Regions from separate parts of the Mus musculus genome. Here region 1 is linked to region 2. A link is a contact called in public Hi-C data. All regions are on one chromosome and are shown on one strand. Each heading gives the region's core, a stretch centred on a gene start, on an enhancer-like site or on the middle of the called end of the contact. The rest is flanking DNA. Distances are from core to core; before and after follow the strand shown.

Region 1 (6,364 bases), core at 2,185-4,684, 130 kb after region 2:
CTTCCTTGAGGATAAGCTTGCATTGTATAAGAAGGCACCATGCAAGTCTCCAAAGGAGGGAAAGCAATCAATTTCTACCCATCTATGACTGCTATGTGGCACAGCAATGACCAGCATGGCAAAATCACCCTGAGGGTGCAGTAGTAGCACTTATACTTTGGTAGTAACCAAGAACTCTCTTACTGGACCTAAGACCTGTTCAACAAGAGGGAAACTGTGCCTGATAGGGAAACCTAGCCAACTATGCAGAACTATTAGCTATTAATAAAAAAGGAAGCCATGAAGTTAAAGATAGAAAAGAGGGATATATGGGAAGATTTGGAGAGAGGAGAAGGGATGGGAAAAATGTAACTGTAATCTTAAGAGTAAAAAAGTAATAAGTGGTACATGATATAATAAATAATATAAAGTAAAGCTTTATCAGTATTCAAAATTACTTCATGGGATCAAAAGATGCCTTTCTCGAAGAAAATACTAGGCAACATTCAAGAATTCCCAGATTCTTTCAGATTGTACTTTAATTGAAAGCTTCTCTGCCATTGAACATGTCGAGAAAACAAACTGTATTTTGTGGGTTATAAAAATAAAAATAGTATATAAAGTTGGAATAAGGTGAAGTAGAGGTGAGTATGGAAGGAATTTGAGGGACAATGGGGGGGGGGGCACATGAAGGCATCAAGCTCACATAATTAAACCATTCTACTGAAAAAGAACCTCAAGGTTACTTCAAGTTTCTTTGTGTCATTTTGTTCACCTTATAAAATTGGTATCTGAACTGTAGAGTTGTGGTATGGATTAAATCATGTGGTTTCTGAACAGCAAATAGTCCTCATGGAAGCCTGCCCCAAAGCAAGAATGGGGGCCCTAGCATGGAAGAGAGAGAGAGGCCTGTCAATCATCACAGAAGAGTCACTACTTAGAGCTGGTTGCTTCCTCCCACCCCAGTGGGAATTCTAAGGTCTGATTTTGATGAGAAATGACAGGGACAAGACAGTAAGTATGAGACAGCAGCATCTGCCTTGGGATCTACAATTAAATTATCTCTCAAATTTTCACCAAAGTCTCCTTCTGTTTCTAAAACTATAATTTTACTAAGAATAACCTAAAATGAGAACATACATGAAGTTTTAGAAATAGCACTTGGAAATCGTAGAGCTGGCATTGCCTAAGCCATCTGAAGTCATTTTAAATTTTATTTGGGACGAAGGATGAACAAGGATAGGACAGGCCAATTTCTCGGGAGGCAGCAGGATGCGAACAGATGTCAGTGGTGGCAGATCATTGCAATTCCTGTCTGCGTTCTGCATGCATCCCAAAAAGAGAACATGAACGTCTTCGAACTGAAATGAAGAAAATAATTTTGGAAATACTCTTGGATGCCTGAGCTGGATGAGCACTCCTCAGAAACAATGAGGATCCAGTGAGGTGCATGTGAGGACAGGAGGCTTGTGTTGGGGGTAGCATCCCCTTTCTCCTCCCAGCAGTCTCTGAAGAAAGAGACTCTGAACAAAGAAAGAAACTTTGAACACTAGGGGATAGTATAAAAACTTTAAAAGTGGGAGTCTATTAATCCTGGCTTATTCCACCCATTAAGCACTTAGGTGACAGAAGCCAGCATGTGTGTGTGTGTGTGTGTCTGTGTGTGTGTGTGTATGTGTGTTTGTGTGTGTAGTCACCTAGCTAATAGTAGGAAAACAGTGATCATACCTTTTCCATTTCTGATCTGGGAGAAAGACTGGCCCATATAAACTGCTGCCTCAGTTCAGGGGAACGCCAGAGCCAAGAAGTGGGAGTGGGTGGGTGGGGGAGTGGGTGGGGGAGTGGGTAGGGGAGTGTGTGGGGTACTTTTGGAATAGTGTTGGAAATGTAAATGAAATAAATACCCAATTTTTTAAAAAAAGAAAAGTATAGAGCTTCTTGTATTAGAAGTTTGTCCACCCCTTCCATACCACAGTGCAGTGTAGGAGGTGGTGGGGCCTTTAAGAGGTGGGGCTTCATGCATCTCATCAGGTCATTGGAGGTACTGCTCTGTGGAGGAAGTAAGGGAGTTCTTACAGGACCTTGGTGAGTTCTCATGAGAGTGGGATGTTAGCATGGGGTGTCAGCAAGAATCACAATGACCTTTTCATCTCTGTCTCTGTATGATCACTTTCTTACTGTTGTGGGATTTGGGTGGCATGTTGGAAATACACTGACTGAGCTGTTACTCATCACATAGATGGCCATAGGCTGGACCAGTAGATGATCGGGCTCCAAAACTGACCTAGATGAGACAGACTTCTTATAAAGTAAGTACAAAAGGAGGAGAACACATAACGACAATTGCTAGGCTTGTGTTCACCTATTTGGAGAGCTTTCACGAGTTCCAGTGGACAGTGATGGTTGGAATACAGTGAAGAAGGCCATGCTAACTGCAGAATCAGCCATGTGTATCAAAGACCACAGTGACCTGTGAAAGGGGTACAGGATAGCACTGGGTGCAGATGAAAGGTCTGTAGAACCTGGGGCAAAGGGTGTGTCTAGTGATGTCATCAGGACAGTATTATAGGGAAAGGTGTACTATGTAAAGGATAAAATTGGAGGAGATAGAGCCATTCAGAAGTACTATTTAAAATGGGTAAATAAAACAGAAAAAAATTAACAGAGGTTGAAAGACAGTTGGAGCTCAAGGTATGCATAGGAGACAAGATGGAGCAGGGGTTGTCCTTGGAGAAATGAGGCATACTGAGTCAGGGATACTGCTATTTCAAGTGTGAGCTAGCTTGAACTTGATTTTGGTGCAAGCTGCTGAAATATCTGGACAGACCCAGACAGGATCCAAGCTCTGTGGGGAAGATGAATCTAGTCTACAATGAATGGCAGCCAGAAAGGATTTCAGACAGAGAGATCAGATAGGAGCTAGCTATTAGTAAGAAGTTCACTGCAGATAAAGAATGATCACACGGGGGTGGGGTAGAGGTGGGGGTTGTGGGGGTGGGGCTGGGAGAAGAGGAAGAGTCTTTGATAGATCTTGGTCAAAGTTAAAAGGGGCGGGGTGGGGGGGCGGGAGGGAGAGATCCTTAGGGCAAGGTGACCGAAGTCACAAAGGAATTAAGGTCTTTTGTTTATCTGTGAAATGAGGGGCACATTGTGCTTTGGGGGCTCATTTACCTAACAGTATAATTCTCTCCATAAGGCATGGAATAGCTAGTGAGCTCTTAGTTTCATCCTGTGACTCCACCAAGCCCAAGAAAAACAGCCTCAGTTAAGCGCAGCCCTGCTGTCCCCGGGATTTCCTTGTTGCAGGAGTATGAGGCAGATTAGTGGGCTCCCAAACACAGTCTTGACAGCGAGGGGTGGGGGTGGGGGGCTGGGGAGGTTAAGGGGTTGGGATGAGGGGGAGCTAGGGGTTCTTCAGTTAGCACTGCAAGGCCAGCAGTCAGGCTGGCCTTTTTCAAACTTGTACCCACAGCTCCATCTGCTGGTGGTGGGATCCCTGGCCTGTGGGCTCTGTGTACTTAAGACCTTATTTTGTGTCCCCAAACACCTCTGTCCACATTTCACCCTTCTCTTTGCAGTCATAGAAACACACTCACAAGAGTGTGAATGTGCATACACACACATAGACACACACTGACACCCAAAAATACGCATGTGCAACTAGGAAGATGCAGACACAGGTAGAGAAAAGCTGATAGATAATCATGCACAAACACAGATTCATAGAAACTCTGCCAAACATAGAAGTACACAGGGAAAGATACACATACAAGGATATACATACACAGGCATACAGAGGAAAGCGCACACACACACACACACACACACACACACAGAGAGAGAGAGAGAGAGAGAGAGAGAGAGAGAGAGAGAGAGAGAGAGAGATTAATTTCTGCCACCTCCTGTGATGTACAAGGTGCAAGCACCTTCCTGCTATATCTGGGTGGCTTCTTGTTCCCCCCCAGCCCTCTAATTCTGGAGCCCTGCAGCCTGCCCGGAGGCAAGGCCTGGGGTGAGAGTTGAACCAGATTCCCTCCTTAGCCCAGTGTAAGTGCAAACAGCAGGTGGCCAGGAGGAGTACTTGGGAGGGCTCATGGTTGGACATCTGAAAAGTTAATTTCTTGGTTAATTTACCTTTGTGCCTATAACAGAACCTATGATTGCATCCTGCTCTCTCTTCAAGAATCCAGGAGACTGGAAGGAGAGAGGGAGCCCTGCTTTCAACACTCCTACACCTGCTCCCCCCCCCCCCCACTCCATCTTGGCAGCCTCACTGTGTTCCAGCTTGCATTCCCCAACAACTGGCGAGACAAGCTGGCCCCTCCTACCTTTCCTATTAACCTACTTTCCCTGAAGACACTAGTTTGTCTAAAGAAGCTTAAGTTCAAATGAATTTTATTTTTAAACCAGAAAATTTACGACACTGTAATGAAAATAGTCACTTTTTAAAAACCTTTTAAGGAAAAAAAAAAAAAAAAGGAAAGAAAGAAATGCCATTCCCAGCTACATCTCTTAATGGCTGCCTCCTGGAGGCAGACTAAGTGATGGCTCTAACCAACCTGTTTAAAATGTGAGAGAGGTTACTGCAGAAGTAATCCAAGGGTGTCTCGACTGCAAATACGAATGCCTTTGTCAGCGATCTCTGGCGCCATGCAGGGCACAGGTATTTTTAGCCCACGCAGATATGCAGGGGACACATGTGCACAAGCTGAATTCTGTGAGATGGGTTCTGAATCCTGACTCTCCATTCCTGTGGGCTTTGGAGCTCTGACAAAGTGGCTGGCTATGGCTGCAGACAAACGGGTCAGGGTCTCTGATTTGTGCCCAGTTCTCCGGCCTACGGAACCCAGACTGAGATGTAGCATCTCTATGGCAACTGCTGTAGCCTCCATAGATGTCAGCGATGACAGAAAGGGCTGCTATAGACCCCATAGACACTCCTGCTTTGGTCTGTTGTTTTGGTTTTTCCCTTTGCACATCTGGAACAAGGCTGAACAGAAAAGGAATGGTGAAATTCCCGAGGCATCTCCTTGTGTGCAAATTATAGTACAATGATATAGTATATGTGTGATCTGCATGTCTGAAGGTGGGTATAGTGTATACGGTGTTAGAAAGCACATGTGTGCTGCCCATGTTGCACACATGAGAGGTGTGTAGTGCATTGGTAATGTTGAGTGCTTACAGTTTTATTCAGGTGCTTATATTCGTGAGTGAGTTTCTCTCTCTCTCTCTCTCTCTCTCTCTCTGTGTGTGTGTGTGTGTGTGTGTGTGTGTGTGTGTGTGTGTGTGTGTGTAAGAGAGAGAGAGAGAGAGAGAGAGAGAGAGAGAGAGAGAGAAAGATCTACCAGTCCAGGTCATGCATATGTACATGACTATAGTAAATCTTCTAGTTTGGTATGGTCTGTAGTTAGTTACTTAGTTAGTTTATTTTGACCAGCAGGTAAATGGGCAGTAGGAGGCAGCTGACTCTTACTTCCCTCCTAGGGTGAACAAAGTGTAGCAACTGCCTTTGGACTGCTTTTACACTCACCAGCCATAGTCCGTCTCAACACATGCTCACGGGGATTCTGGACACACCCACATTCAAACATCAGTTTCTATCACACTCATAAGTACATTCCTAACTCGGAAATACTGCATTCTCCATTCCTGTTTGCATGGATGTTGTGAAACACAGCTTTCGCCATTTGTTACCAGTGGCTTTGGGTAAGCCACTTTATCTTTATAAGCCTCAGTATTCTTATCAAGAATGGGTTACAGGCCCAGGGCTTCAGGGCATGTAGACCTTGTCTCCTAGTGGACACTGTGATAAAGCGTGACTGGGTCCCGTGGTAAAGAACATAGTGTCACAGAGCGCAGTCCCTGTGTCGCAAAGGGATAATGAACAGTTCTTGCCTCCATGAACACAGAAACTGACAGGACCAGTCAGCCAGGGGCTACCCAGGCCAGAAACTTTGAGAGGAAGGCAGAGCTGAGATTAAATCACAGGAGTTAGCAAGAGGCAGATGTTAACCCAACAGTCAGAGACATTCTGACTAACAGAACTGTCCCATAAAAGACCAGTAGGTGACAAGCTTCCTCTCCCTAGTTGTGTTCAAACAATGCCAGGCACTCCTGGTCAGACATGGCATGTGGAGAGCCTCTTTGATGTAGCTGAAAGTTTGACTATATCAAAATCAAAATTGAGCGCTCTCCCAATGCTCTCAGCCTTTGTTTCTGTGAAACAGAAAGAGGGTATTAGCACTCCAGTTTCCCCCTTGAAACCTAACACTCTAGAAGTCCTTGGTCCCTGCTGGAGGCCAAGAAATAATAGGAAGCCTCCGGTGTTGGGTTGCTGTGCACTGGGACCATTAACTGATCCACTTAGTGCAGGAGGGACAGTGCG
Region 2 (6,153 bases), core at 3,543-6,042:
GCAGATATAAACCAGTAATCAAAATTCAGGTACAACCAGACACCTGCAGTCTCTACAGCAACAGTCGCCTGTAGGGGGTCAATGTGCCCATTCTTAAAACTGTACATTGACAAATTAGAGTTAAACGTATTTATGGGGTTTAAGAGGATATTATAATTTTCATACAACTTGAAATGGCCAGATCAATCCATCCCACCCCATCCATCATTTCAGACATCCTACATCATCTGGGATAAGAACACTCAAGGTTGACCACCCCTCCCCTCAGAGCACTGAAATGTGTAGTGTTTGACTGTCCACTGCACTACCCATGATGTCAGTCTATCAGAAGCCATCGGATCTGCTCCTCCTAACTGAGCCTCTGTGCCTCTGTCCACTTTCATTTACTTTTTTATTTTAAAATTACTATTATCTATGTGTATGCACGTGCATGGGGAGTGCGTTCTAAGTGCACACACAGAGAACTGTGTGTGTGCAAGCATGTGTGTGTGTGTGTGTGTGTGTGTGTGTGTGTGTGTGTGTGTGTGTGTAAAACCTTGGACCTCTTCATATCCGACATCCACATTCCATTCTCGGTTTCTATAAATCCCCTCATCATCTTGGATGTTGTTCTTTAAGTCTATCCATCATTTTTGCTTTACTTTTGAAAGTCCTGGAACTCTCCGAGTCAGCAGACTGGCTGGCCACTGGGCCCCCTAGTGAGATCTAGTTATTCCCCAGCACTGGATGAAAAGCATGTGTCAGTTTTCCTGGCTTTTATTAATTTGAGTCCTAGGGGGTCAAATTTTGGATTTTAGGCTTACAAGACAACTGCTTTACCCACCAAACTCTCCCCCGTCTCTGCCACTGTTTACAACCATTGCCTTAGACCTCTCCAACCTCTGCTTATCCACATTCTACTCTCTGCCTTGATAAGTCCATTTGTTGTGTTTCCAGGCATAAATGCTATCACATAACAATTGTTTTCGAGTTTTCATTTGCCAATACTCTCCAATTCTATCCACACTCTGGCAAATGACAGAACATCTTGCTTCTGTAAGGCTGTAGAGTAACTACATTCTCTTTATTTATTCTTCCTTTGATGAAGAGTGGGACAAGTCCATGACCTGACTATTAAGAATAATGCTACTACGAGCACAGCCACACAGCCATTGCTTCAACATTCTGATGTCAAAGCTTTAGAAATAAATACCCAGACATGCTATTCTGCTGTAAGTTTATTGGGGAACCTCTGTAGTGACTTCATGAAAACATATTCCCGTCATCTGTTCTCTACATGGAGATCTCTAGACATCAACTCACTGGACAAGGTTGTCAGAATTGTGTTGTGTAAGGCATAGTGAGGTGGCCATAAAAGAGAGTGGGGTGTCTTCCTTGTCTTCCTTGATTCCTATCCGTACAATCCATTCTCAGGGCATTCAGATCCTCTTCTTGAAACACACATTGAAGGTGTCATTATCTGATAACTCTCTGGGCATTTGCTACAGCTCACAAGTCTCCTTTCCCCGAGGCAGTCCTCTAAGCTCTGTAGGTTGCTATCTGCTGAGCACCATAATGGACTTGCTTTAGCCTCTGCTCCTATGCTGACTTTCCCCATTGCTTCCTTCCACCCCAGACCAAATTCCTATCCGCCAGGATTTTCACATTGACAATGCTCTCTCTCCAGCTCTGCTGGGCTGAATTTCCATCATTCACAAGTCATCAATCAGTATGAACAAAGGCTCTTCTAAAAATGGCCTGATGGTTTAGTACTGCCATGTTGACATGCAGATCAACCAGCCACTTCTTTGAAACGTATACCCAGTTTTCAATTCACCCACACTAGAGTAGAAGGCAAATGACCACAGAGAGCCTTGGTCCTAGAACTTGGCCCCTTACTGAGAGGACAATACACAAGGAGTAAAATTTACTAAATTACTAAATAGACTAGTATAGAGTGGAGAGGATTCAGAATACATTGCATGAGTTTCAAGTGTTTAGTCAACCATGTTTACTATGGAGCTAACTGTGATTGAAGCAAGACATTGGCTGAAATGGGGTAGAAAAAGCAATATGGCTAGGCTATAGGGATGCTTTATGGGGTTGAAGATCTGTGGTTAGAAGCTTGACTGCTTTCAATAATGTAGGTGAGAAGGAGGAAGGGTCTGGACTACCACAGTGGATTTTAAATACCAGATAAAAGCCATTCAAAAGTGAACTCAGGGGACAACTGGAAATCAGGAAAAGACCCTTAGTTGGTTCTAAGGTGTCTACCTGGGTTCATGGTGGACAGATGGATGTGTGGCTTAAGTGTAAGAAGTCAGCCTGTGAATGTGAACACAGAATCCAGTTTGGGTCATCTTAAACACAAAATCTGTGAGAGCAAGACATACAGAGGGAAGTATCCAACAGGGAAACAGACCTTATGTCCAGAATGACTAGAAACATAAATTAATGAGTGAAAGGCCCCAGAATAAAAAAATCACTGAAATGGGTAAATAGCCTTTGGTGTTTCTATAAGATCCAGGCGAGGCTGGTCAACTTACAGTAAACTCCTGAAAAAAAAAAATGAACAGTTTAAAAACAATTGGGACAGAAGTTGCTTTCCCTAGCAAATCCCAGTGACACACAGCTGACATTAGACGCATCCTGTCATTAGGTGATTCCTGATGATACCATACAGTTTGCATCAATGCACATCAACTGCCTCTTTGGTTACGTGGTTAGATAGCAAGCCTGCGGGATCCCCTCCAACGCTGTTCATCCTTTTGTAGCAGAATATCCCTTTCTCCTCCCAGAATTCTACACCAGTTCCCATTACTCCTTAGAAGAATACTGTCAGCCCTCCATTTGGGTCATTTAGTGAACCCTACGGATGCTATTGCAATCTTTCTTTCTTTCTTTCTTTCTTTCTTTCTTTCTTTCTTTCTTTCTTTCTTTCTTTCTTTCTTTCTTTTGTTTTTTTTTGTTTTTTTGTTTTTTTGTTTTGTTTGTTTGTTTGTTTTTGTTTGTTTTTCAAGACAGGATTTCTCTGTATAGCCCTGGCTGTCCCGGAACTCATTCTGTAGACCAGGCTGACCTCGAACTCAGAAATCTACCTGCCTCTGCCTCCAGAGTGCTGAGATTAAAGGTGTGCACCACCACACCCGGCTTTACATATATGTATGTATGTATGTATGTATGTATGTATGTATGTATGTATGTATGTATACACACACACACAGCTATGGCAAGTTTAATTTTTGAGTTAGGTACAACAAGAGATTGATGGCAATAATTAACAATGAGCTAGAAACATAATAATAATGTCCTTGTCTGAGCATAAAGTTGTGAGCTTCTGCAAATCGCACATGTCAGAATTCACAGAATGCTTCCTCGGGCAATGCAGAGTGAAATTTAGCACCAAGGTGAGCTGCTCAGATGGATGCCAATGGTAATTAAGAATAAAACTCTTCTCTTTGAGGTCACCTCTGACTTCTCACTAGTCAAGTCTAGTAGGTGAGGTTTACCCTGACATTTCAAACTACTGGCTGTCACTGTCTCTTCACTCTCCCTAACCTTTGGGGACACTAGCTTTCTTCTGTTAACATTGTTGATTATGTCTTTCTTTATCTCTTGCACTTTTAACATCTCTGTTCCCTCTCAATTTTTTTAGTCTTCAAAATTCATAGTTAAAACAACTTTGCCTTAATTGTATCCACAGAGGAAATTTAAACACACACACACACACACACACACACACACACACACACACACACACACACACAAAGTCTTTATGTATAATTTGCAAACAACAAATACAAAAGTGTTAGCATTAGCCCAGCACTTCCATATACACAACTTCTGTGATTTGCAAAGCTGGAGGCCCGGTAGGCATTTCAAAGCAAGATGTTAACATTCAACCCATCATTTCCTACCACAAAGCCCTCTTCTCCTCTCCTGGCTAATTACATCACTCTCCGAGCTGAAGGTACAGAAGCTGCTCCAGGTGCATTGCTTGTCCCTCACCACAACAGACAACAAACTGTGTTCAACCTTCTAATGTCTACCGCTCTTCGTTTGTATTGCTCAGGACTCAGCATGAAGTTGTGGTCCCTCCTGAAGGGATGGTATAGACTCCTGGAAGTCATTCCACTCAGTAGCTTTCATTTCCAAACTATAGCCCACTGAGCCTAGCATTGCACACATCTAACCTGTGTCGTTTTCTTCTCATACATGAGAGATTCCTTCTTCAAGAAGACATAAGTTCCACTCCATACCATGCTTGCCCACACTTGCAGGTATGGGGATCACCTATTGCACTTTAAAAATCAGAATCATGGATCCTACCCCAAATCTATTCAAGAGAATACTTGATGGGCTAACTCCAGAAATATGTTGGATTTGTTTCCAAACTTCTAAAAGTTCTTATGACACACCTTCTGTGTAGCTGGTGGTGGAGCCATGTCCATAATAGCAAATGGCTAGTGTCTTCTCTGGCAATACCCAGTGTAAAAACCCCTGCTCAGCCTTCTGACCACAGAAGCAGTACTCATGCAGCATACCTCCTCGCTGGCCATTGTTCACATGGTACATGAATAGGCACCTAGACCCAAGCTACACAAATATAGCTCCTTTCATAGAGAATTTGTAAGGGGAACATGAAGAACTCGATCTTTCCAGATGGCTGTGCAGCTCTTGTCTGCTATACTCTACTGTGTGGATTAGAGAGATAGACGAAGCAATTCTGCATAATGAGAAGAACAGAAGTCACAAAAGGAACAGCAGAACTGACTCGCTGGTGCTATCCTTGTCCTTGGTACCAGTCTTTTTACTTGTTTGTTTTTGCAGTTCTGGGACTGAGTCCAGGGCTGCACGCATGATGGGCGGACACTCTATCACAGCGCTATATTGGAAGCCCCGGACTATTCCTAAAGCCAAGCTCTATCCCTGCATTTACAGTCCAGGAAATCATAACATGTTTTGAAGGGAGTTCTTTTCTTGCTTGAGCAACGTTGAATGGTTTCCACTCAGGCATCAAAAATTAATCAGATTAATAAACAAGAGATACACATCCAGTGAACGGCTCCACTCTCACTTTTCTACTGCTGACTCCGGGCATTACATATGCCCCACACTTCCACTGTGCATCATGGTTTGGAGTGTGCATTACCCTGGTCCCTACTGTTTCTTACCTATATTCCTCTTTCTGTACTTTAGCAGGTACAGCTTCCTCTTTGTGTATCTGGGCAATTAGCTTCCTCATCGCTGAAGATTTGGTTCAAGCTCTAGTTCCCTTGAATCCCTCCCCAGGCCTATAGTGGAGAAATGTATTCTCCCACTCTGTAACTTAAAGCTTGTGTTGAGAACTTGTATGGCTTTTGTCTTATGTCACTATAATCATCTGTTGCTAGCTGTATCCCTCTCTGAATCTCAAGGTGAAGGGAAAGAGCTGGTTTTTAATATCTTTGATTCTCTATCATTTCACACAGTGGTAAACATATAGAATGAGCTCATTATGTTTTTGTGTGTGATATGAATGCCTGAAATAATCAACCAATTAACCAATCATCTATTAATTACTTATTAATCAGAAGCTGTCAGAGGAAATAAAAGAAAAATGACTGTCTATAGCTTATAATGATTCTGCTTCTGACTTGCAAAGAAAACGCACTTGTTACAGGACTGCTCTTGTTGATTCTACAGTAAGCAGGAAAATGGTTGGTATGCTTCTTTTATTTACTTTTTCCCATTACAAAGGGAAGAAAGAAGGTCATGGGGGGAGCCCCTTACCAACCCTGCTGAAAGAGATTCTGTTCAATATTGGCTAACATAACCCCTCAGCTTGTGATCCCTGGGAGCGGGAAGGGTGTCGTATCTTCTTTATAGTGCACACTACACTGCTAAATATACAGCAAGTATCAACCAATGCGCATGAGTCATCCAGCCCACTTAGTGTGTAGTATTGCCTCATGGTTACCTTAAGTCAATGTTCTTATCCAGATTATAGTTTGTACATCACAGTTACAGGGCAGTCTATCAGGTAACTGGGTTCACAGCCCACTCAGACACTTGATTAAGATTCAAATTGACATAGCATCCTCTCTCTCTCTCTCTCTCTCTCTCTCTCTCTCTCTCTCTCTCTCTCTCTCCCTCTCTCTCTCTCTCTTTCTCTCAGTAGAGCAAGAATGTGGA

What was found. Hi-C and Micro-C count contacts between places; a contact is called where the count stands out from the background.
Region 1: a contact with region 2 is called in a Hi-C map of cortical neurons, with 2.0 times the contacts expected there. The contact joins two enhancer-like sites. A contact is called at or near these places in 1 of 39 promoter capture datasets (hippocampal neurons) and 7 of 484 Hi-C or Micro-C datasets (cerebral cortex, cortical neurons, frontal cortex and 3 more).

The regions. Positions count from the first base shown.
Region 1 is chr9:29,454,932-29,461,295 of GRCm38.p6, forward strand. It overlaps a transcript of Ntm not described here. Among named protein-coding and RNA genes, the nearest start is that of Ntm, 45 kb to the left of the region's middle. Within about 2 kb of position 3,435, at least 15 of the 459 cell types and tissues checked have an H3K27ac peak or open chromatin away from gene starts, as enhancers often do. A contact at or near this core is called in cortical neurons and hippocampal neurons, where this site is marked.
Region 2 is chr9:29,320,564-29,326,716 of GRCm38.p6, forward strand. The region is part of intron 1 of Ntm (neurotrimin); the gene reads right to left. Among named protein-coding and RNA genes, the nearest start is that of Ntm, 89 kb to the right of the region's middle. Within about 2 kb of position 4,793, at least 6 of the 459 cell types and tissues checked have an H3K27ac peak or open chromatin away from gene starts, as enhancers often do. A contact at or near this core is called in cortical neurons and hippocampal neurons, where this site is marked.